Linked DNA regions of Sus scrofa: region 2 is linked to region 1. The links are chromatin contacts, called in public Hi-C maps. All regions are on one chromosome and are shown on one strand. Each heading gives the region's core, a stretch centred on a gene start, on an enhancer-like site or on the middle of the called end of the contact. The rest is flanking DNA. Distances are from core to core; before and after follow the strand shown.

Region 1 (4,487 bases), core at 414-2,913:
GTTGACAGAGGAAAAAGGAAGCCTTTGGAGTGAACTTTTTTTTTTTTTTAGTTTTATTGAAGTATAGTTGATTTACAATGTTATGATAATTTGGGCGTACAACAAAGTGATTCAGTTCTACCTATACAACCCATCCATTTGTTTTTCAGATTCTTTTCCCATATAGATATCGGAGAATATTGAGTAGAGCTCTCTGTGTATATAGCAGTTTGCTATTGGCCAATCACACCATATACCCCTGTGTGCATACCCAATCCCAAACCCTTAAGTCTACAGGGACCAGTTTCTTAAACCATCATTACACTTGATGAATAAATACCTATTTGTTGATGGAGAAGAAAGGAAGCCCTAGGAATGACGCACCATGAACAAGACCTTTAAAAAAAATTCAGAACTGACTTTGCGAGAAGTGACCAAAGGTAAAATGCACTAAGTCTTCAATGATATTTCACTGTTCAACTACATGTTTATTTCATTTCGTTTCCTTTCATGTTCCAGATAGGCAAGAAAACCTTCACAGACTGCAAGAACCAAACAATTTATTTCAAGAGGCATGTTCTCAGATGGTGAACTTAAATCAGCTGGTCAGTTACTCTGAGATTTTACTTCTCTGGGCCAGGTAGCAAGCGCCCCACCTCCACCTGGATTCAGAGCCTATCTTCTTCATTCTCGAGGTCCACAGGAGGAAGTGAGTTCCAGAAGTTTCAGAGGATACAAAAGGAGTTAAGGGCAGGTCAGATGAACAGTCCCTGCATTTGCCTCTTTGTCCAAACAATACAGCCAGTGAATGCACGTGCCTGATCCTCCTCTCCTCAGGGATGCTCAACAGCTGGGCTGTTGGAAAAGTGAAGTCTTGGGGCGGACTGTTGCCTTGAGCATGAGGGTCTGAATTTCTTCAGCTGGGTCTCAATATCTTCAGCTGGGGAGGAGTCTCGGTGTTTCCGGGGCACAGGATTTCCAAGTCGGGGCTTTCTAACTAATTTTTCCCACAGAGGCACCCCTAGGAAACTACTTGATACGAAGGAGTCCGGCTCCCTTGCATCAGTTCTCTATTTACCAGAAGGCAAATGTTCCGGCTTTGAAGGCAATAAACGGTGGCCCCAGGAGATCATGTCTGCTCTGGAGTCCGGCTTCCTGCTCTCGTGGTGTCAGGGAAAGCTCTAGGAGGTGAACGCAGCAGTCAACTGCTCATTCATTCAACAAATATTTACTGCGCTCCCGCTGAGTACCGGGCACCGTCGGTGCCCCGAGGGCGAGAAGCAACTCATCCTAGATCCTAGTTCCTATTAACTCATCCTAGGTCCCCTAGATGCTCAGGCGTGCGGGGGGAGCGGACCCCACACTCCTTGGGAGAGCCTCCAGCGCAGCCCTCCCGACGCCCGCGGCGGGGAACCCGCCCCCCGGGATCCAGCCTCCCGGGCTTAGTCCGGGTGGGGAAGGCGGGAGTGAAAAAGCAAAACACAGAAAGGAAAAAACTGGACCCCAGGCTGTGCTGGGAAACTGCTCCCGGGAAGTGCGCTAGGCGGAGCCGGCCCCGGCCCGGGAGAGCGCGGAGCCCGGGGCGGGCGGGAGAGGCCGGGAGCCGGCGGGTCGGGGCGCGGAGGCGGCCTCGGCGGGAGGAGGGCGCGGCCGGCGGGAGGGGCCGGGGCGGCGCCGGGAGGGACGCGCACGGCGGCGCGGCCGCCTGGCCCAGCAGGTGACCGCGGGCCGGGGCTGGAGCCGGAGCGGATAGCCGGCGGCGCGGCGGGGAGACGGCGCGCGGGGCCGGGCGAAGTTTGCCGGAACATGGCGGAAGAGCCTGGGGCGCGCAGGAGCGCGGCGCGGCGGCGTCCGGAGCCCCGGGAGTTGTAGCCGCCGTAGCCGCAGCAGCCGCCGCGGGGCGAGGTCGCCGCCATGGCCCGTTGGATCCCGACCAAGAGGCAGAAGTACGGGGTTGGTGAGTGTTTGCCCCACCCTGCCCCCGACCCGGCCGCCGCCAAGTTAGCGCGAGCGGCCCTGCCCGGCGAAAAGTTGGGCGGCGGACGCCGGGCCAGAAGGTGCGCGCCTTCCCGGGACCGGGATCCGGCTCCCGCTGCCCGCGGGGGCGCGGGGAGGGCTCTGCTCCGGCTGCAGCCACCCCGGGGGCGGTGGGAGTCGGAACCCTCCCCGGGAGCCCCGTGTGGGAATTCATGCTGGCTTTGGGGGATCCGTATGGTTAAAAGGCAATCGTGCTCCGGAACTGGCAGTCCTGTCCCCCGAACCCAAAGCTGCAGCACTTTGCAGGGCAGAAACGTGCAAAACCCGGGCACCCAGTTCTGGTGCTCGTCCCCCTCCTCCCGGGCCGTGTGGTTTCATTCAGTACTTTGTAACCAGCGGAGGCCGGCAGAACGCGAGATCTGCTGGCTGCCCCAGTGCTTTCTGCCTTCCCTCTTAGGTTCTCTCGGAAGCCCGAAGTGAGGTGCTGGGGGTGGGCAGCCGCCCTCCTCTCCTTCCTCCCAGGCACTCCGATCCTGAGAGCAGTTGTTAACTGAACGCGAAACTCTAGGGGTGGTGTGGTGGTGATGGAAACGGCAGGAAGTGTGTGGCTTGGGAACGGGGGTGGCTGGCCCCCGGGGCTGGTTGTGCAGATACTCGTCCCCTACCAGAGTGTGTGTGGAGAGGGTTTCAGAACTGCCTTGTGATTCCCGATTCCGCTGTGGGATAAGACGAAGCCTTAGGAAAACTGTGACAGGTCCCGGGCTAGGCACTTGGCATTCATTACAGCGGTGCTGGAAGGCCCCGGGACGTGCAGAGGATTGATTGCTTTTCTGTTAGTTTCGATCCGAAACAGCGGCTGGGCGGGGTTTTGAACCAGGTGAAAAACCTTGGTCCTTCCACTAGTTAGCGAGGAATGAGGTTGCTAAGGTCTTGTGGGAGAGAGCTCTGCCTTTAGCCGGGCGATTACAATGGCCGTTAGGCTTGGGTGAGATTCCCTAGGATAAACACAGTTGTGTGGGTTGAGACTTTTATCACTTCCTCTCCAGGTCATTCATTGGGCTTGTTTGTAATTTAGTCGTCTGCTCCTCTCCCATGCTGCCCCCATTTTTTTTTTTTCTCACCTTAGTGGTTACTGGGGAGGGGGTCCCTAAACCTATTCTATGCTTCGTGACCACTGTGTCAGTTTCAGAGATACTAGCATCTCTAGGTACTTTTTAACTCTGTATCCCTGAGTCAGTTACAAAAAACCAACTAACCCTCTCATATGTATTACTTTTGGATTGTGTTCCTTTATAAATAAGCAGATATGTGTGTATATAATAATGTGCATATAAGTACCTCTTTTTCCTCTGCTGCAGAAATTTTTTTCCTTTAAATTTCTTAGAGAATTCTTGCAGTCTTCTATGGGTATAACTCAGAAATGAGTGGATGTTGTTTCTTCTCCAGATCACCTCTTCCTGATTTGGTCATGAGATTTCGGACAGGGGCTCCTGATCAGATGCCAGTTAGTAAGTAGCCAGTAGTTGTGGAAGTGAGATGGAGTCAGTTCCTTTATTTGTGAGTGTTATTGGGAACTAAATCCCAAATTAAATTATATTTAGCAATGAGTAAATATATTTGCCTAATGAGTACTTACCACTTACAAAAAAGTGATCAATTCTAATTTTAACAGGATATAAGCTTTACAAAACTATTATGACTTTGGTAGTTAATGCAAACATAGCCTAAAAATATGGGTTTTATTGTTGTCATAGGAACAACTATAGTATTTTCTCTTAAAAAATTGTTTTTTCCTGTTCTGGAGTCAGGTTACCCTGTTATATATCATCAGTCAAGAGATGTGAATTGCATTTCCAGGGCATATAGGTGGTGGCAAAATTGCCCCAGCATATAGCTTGGGAAATTTGTCACTAGACAATAGATGCTGATTAATCTGAATTTGACAAAAGGGCCCACTGTTAGGAGGATGAGCTGATGAGCTCAGTCTCCTTTGTTTATTCCTAAAACACATGGTTGTTCATATCACCTCCTCTTCCTTGGCCTACAGGGCAAAGTCTAAACTGAGCCCGGTTTTCAAGGTTCTGATAATCCAGTTCAACGTACTTTTACGAACTGTGTCTCCCAACCGCTTTCAGTAACCCTCTGGCGCAGACGCCTCTCTCCTCCCTCTTGTGCAATATCCCATGGAGAGAGTCCCTCCTTTAGGACTTTGCTCCCCCGTGCTTGTCCCCTGTTCAGTGTGCCCTCCCACCTCTGCATCCCACGATCCAGCCTTTCACTCAGGGCTGGAATCCCCACCCACTGTCTCCTTCAGGTTTGGTGTTTACCAGACCTCACACCTTCACGCTACTTCCTCACCATTCCTACATTTTATTACATATCCTTTGGTCCAGTGATTCAGAGGGTTATGGTTTTGTATCCTTGTGACTCAAGAGATATACCCAGCCTGGAGCATGCTTTCAGTAACTGCTTGTCCTTGGTTTTGGAGTGGTGTTCTAATCTCATGTCTTTGATGATTTAGTGCACCCCCC
Region 2 (4,436 bases), core at 1,278-3,777, 140 kb after region 1:
TACAGTGGAAATTGGCACCACATTGTAAATCAACTCTACTTGAATTTAAAAAATTTTTTAAAAAGTGACTTACCAAGTACCTCTAGCTGCTCAATGTTGGAGCCTAAACTGGAGCTCATGTCTTCTGCACCCCATGATCCATTGGCTCTTTCTGATTGTCCAAGTGTCATGAGCTATCCATACAACAGTTAAAAAAAAAAAAAATTTGCAGGAGTTCTCTTCATAGCTCAGCAGAAACGAATCCGACTAGGAACCATGAAATTGTGGGTTTGATCCCTGTTCTCACTCAGTGGGTTAAGGATCCAGTGTTGCCGTGAGCTGTGGTGTAGGCTGCAGACGCTGCTCGGATCTGGTGTTGCTATAGCTCTGGCGTAGGCCGGCAGCTACAGCTCAGACTAGACCCCTAGCATGGGAATCTCCGTATGCCACATGTGCGGCCCTTGAAAGACAAAAGACAAAAAAGAAAAGAAATTGGCACTATTACCTCAATTCGGAAGTAACCATCTTCTACAGTTTTATATATTTCATATGTTCTGAATCATGCTGTTTGTACAAATTTATAGTGTGCCTTTTCAAACTACTTCTCTTGAGGCATTGGAAGTTCTTCAGAAATGTATTTTTAGATACTTGCAAAATATTCCATTATACAATCATGGCATGATTATATAATACAATCATTAAACTGTTGGCCGTAATTTCTCTGCTCTTTTCATTGCCCATGCCTTGGTTTTCCCTGCCCTTTCTATGTATATAAGCAACAAAAACAGGCCTCCTTGTCCCCAGTGTTCTATCTTTTCCTTCTTTAGAGGCCCTAATTATTACCATATGAATATACACCTTGCAGTCTGAAAGGTTCCACATAGACCTGAAAGTACCAACCTTTTCCCTCTGAACTATTTCCTGTTTCCCACCTGAGAAAGTCCTGGGACTGTGTGACATCTCCATTTTCAGAATCGATGATAGTCAGCAAAGATGAATGTTTCTTGAGATGCTTTGAATTTTGAAAATCGCTCAGTGTCCTTTGAAGGAAACCCTGCCCTATTTCTCACTCAATAGAAATTAGTCCTGCGACCAGATGCTACAGTGAGCTCTGAGTACGAAGGCCTGTGCTGATATAAACTCTTCCTTTCTTACGATTGTTCAGGTATCCATTGCTATAGAAGAGGTCACACGCTGTCATATAAGATTTACCTTCCGACACAGGTCGTCTCAGGAATGTAAGTAATAGGGGATCTTTGACTATTTTCATCCAAAAAATATTATCTCCTGCTTGGCAGTGCTTTTTGTGGGTCTGGAGAACAGGATACGTGGCACCTTTATATCAAGAGCCATTGGTGCTAAGGAAATCCAAGGAATGACTTATTCTAGGCTGGGAGATCTGTGTTTATCCTTCTATATCTGAATTTCTTGTGGGGAGATGGGGGAGAGTGAGGGTGGCCTGGACTCAGGTGGGAACAGCAGGGGTGGAGCGAAAGGGCATGGGTGCCAGAGGCCCTGGGGATGCAGAGTTGGTGTCGGGGGAATCATTGTCAACACCCCCAGTTCTTTTTTTTTTTGTCTTTTTAGGGCCACTGCACCCATGGCATATAGAGGTTCCGAGGCTAGGGGTCGAATTGGAGCTACAGGTGCTGGCCTATGCCACAGCTCACAGCAACGCCAGATCCTTAACCCACTGAGCGTCAGGGATCCAACTCTCAGCCTCATGGTTCCTAGTTGGATTCGTTTCCACTGCGCCACGACGGGAACTCCTGTTTTTTTTTTTTTATGTTTGTTTGTTTTTTTCGTTGGTTTTTTTAAACACCCTCAGTTCTGATTTGAATGATTGAGTGGACTCAGAGATGTAGGAAGAGGAGCTCACTTGGGGGCACCAGAAGATTTCAGTTAGGGAGCTGTTTCCTTTGAGAGCCTGTGCCGTGCACATTGCATGGGGCTTATTGGAGCTCCCTGAATTGTGCTGATGACAGTGTGTTTGCACACGAGCCCCCAGAGCAAAATGTGCCATCAGCTCTCAGAGCCATCACCGCCTGGTATCCCTTTGCCCTGCTCAGACACGTATTCCTGTCTTTTCAGCCAGAGATAAATCAGAGCGCGCCTTTGGGGTGGCCTTCGTGAAGCTGATGAACCCGGATGGCACCACTCTGCAGGATGGGAGGCACGATCTGGTGGTTTATAAGGTGGTGCGAAAGAAAGAGGCTCAGAATATTGCTGAGGACATATTTACTCTCTCCAAAACCGGTTCTGAAAACTCCTTTCAGACTTATATATATATACATATTGACAGCTTCTCTAGGCCTGTACACGTTTGCCCCTTCAAGTCTAGAGCCCTAGAGCATTGTGGTCACACTAGCTCCGTGGCCTCGCATCCCCTTTCTGGAAAGAGCATGTTGCATTAGCACGTGGACTCCTCAAGGACAGACCCTCCCTCTCCCGCACATGGGTCCGTGCAGGTGAACAGTTGAGGGCTGCCGCCAGCCTTCTGCTCTCTGTCTCGCCCTGCAGTGGAGTGTTGATGGTTGCGCTGCTGGGCTGGGTTAGTGTGGTGGGTGTGGCAGGATGTGGTTTTCATATCAGCTCAAGGCAGGCACCCTGTCTCTGCCACGGGGCCCCCTTTCCTTTCCTGTCAGTTTGGTCCTTGTACTCCCCTCTAACTGTTGCAGAGCTGTCACTTCCACTGAGATTTTAGCCAAGGAAGTAGATGCTGGGAAGATCTCATTTGTCCAACAATATCCAGGAGGCTTTTCACACAGATGGGTAGCTTTCTTGAGATGAATGTACCTGGTGTGTCTTTCCCTTCATGGCTCCTTGGCTCATAAATAACGTTAGAAGGCATGGCAAGCTCTTTTTTCTCAATGGACCCAATGAGGTGTAATTGTGACCATGTACACAATCAAGAAAACAAAATCCCTGTGTAGCCCTGGGAACTACGTCTAGTCACTTATGATGGAGCATGATAATGTGCGAAAGTAGAGTGTGTACATGGATGTGTAACTGGGTCACCGTGCTGTACAGTAGGAAAAAAATTATATTGGGGAAATAACTTAAAAAAAAGAGAAAAGAAAAGAAAATCCATCCTTATTCTTTGTTATGTTTATTTATGTAGGTAGACCAGAGACTAGGATATTGATTTCTAGTGCATAACTTACTCCACTTTCATTCAGTATTGAAATTATTTCCACGCCCAGACTCCGGAAAGGTATGAATGTGTCTCAGAGTTGGAAGGGATCTCATTGAAGGAAACTTCATTTCTCATGTTGAAAATGCCCTGCACTCAGGGTAGATACTTTTCTATCTCCACGTAAGAGATTTTGTCCCTGCTTTGGGATTCCCAACATGCTCCCTTTACAGGGTGACAACAAGAAAATGGAAGATGCCAAGTTCTACCTGAGCCTGCCTGGAACCAAGGCAGAGATGGAAGAAAAGGAGCTCCAAGCATCCAAAGCCTTAGCCAACTTTACACCAACCAAGGATAGCACAAAAGATAGCTTTCAGATCGCCACACTCATCTGCTCTACAAAGCTCACCCAGAACGGTAGGCGTGATGACCTGAGTGACACCAGCATTGGGTTTTCTCTTTGGTTTCCATGGATTTCTTTGTTAGCCTTGGGGCACTGGACCCTGTGCGGGGCTGTCTTCTGAGGTGCAGTTCTGGGCAGTCTGGATTCTGCACTCAGCTCTTCATGAACTCCACTGTCGTGCCCTATGATGTTGATAATAAGAGGAGGACACTGGTCCTGGCAGAGGAATGTCAGTCTCCTGCCTAAGCAGGTGTGGCCAAGAGCAGGGAGGGTTTCCCATTAGCCTTCCATCTTTCCCCCTACAGATTCTTCTTTCCCAATCTTTCCCAAGTGGTCAGAGATTTTCCATAAAATCAGCTCAACAGTTCAAATGGGGCATCATTTTGTCCTTTCTTGAAATCTGATAGCAATAAAAAGTTAAAAACTTCTTGTGAGTGTATCAGGGCATGTGATGGCCAATCACAGCTTCTTACTCTTTTAACCTATGTAATATTTAAGGAATCCTACTGAATAAAGAGATCCAAGAATTGGCTGCTTAGGGGACTTGCTTTAGAAATCCTGTACTCCCTGTTCTGTGTAGAGGATTGGTCCCTTTGACCTCTGAGAAGATTTGGGGGAGGTACCTGCAAGGGGCTTGGCCTTAGAGAAGTGACAAGGTAGACAAAACAGCTTAAATGTAAGGTACACTCAAGAATCAGAAAAATGGTTGATTTTTAGAAGGGCTCTGTGTTGGTTGTTTTGATGAATCATGGTCAGGTAGAGAATACGGGTAGTATTTCCACTTGGACAAGTGGCTGGACTCAACAGAGTGAGGTTCAGATCTGCTCCATATGGGAAAGTAAAAACATACCAAAGATTAAGCCAAAAGGAAGGCAAAATCATGGAGACCTGAGAAGGTCTGTGGTTACAGAATGCTGGGGG

Evidence for each region. A called contact is a pair of places that touch in the nucleus more often than the background predicts.
Region 2: a contact with region 1 is called in a Hi-C map of blood, with 2.1 times the contacts expected there. The contact joins the enhancer-like site here to the promoter of DOCK5 in region 1. A contact is called at or near these places in 4 of 47 Hi-C or Micro-C datasets (blood, embryonic fibroblasts, fetal heart ventricle and 1 more).

The regions. Positions count from the first base shown.
Region 1 is chr14:9,195,617-9,200,103 of Sscrofa11.1, forward strand. It overlaps DOCK5 (dedicator of cytokinesis protein 5), which reads left to right and starts at 1,664. Exons shown (of 52, transcript XM_021073736.1): 1 at 1,664-1,936. The coding sequence starts at 1,894.
Region 2 is chr14:9,337,339-9,341,774 of Sscrofa11.1, forward strand. It overlaps DOCK5 (dedicator of cytokinesis protein 5), which reads left to right. Exons shown (of 52, transcript XM_021073736.1): 16 at 1,145-1,217; 17 at 2,071-2,174; 18 at 3,346-3,529. Among named protein-coding and RNA genes, the nearest start is that of GNRH1, 110 kb to the right of the region's middle. Within about 2 kb of position 2,528, at least 4 of the 83 cell types and tissues checked have an H3K27ac peak or open chromatin away from gene starts, as enhancers often do.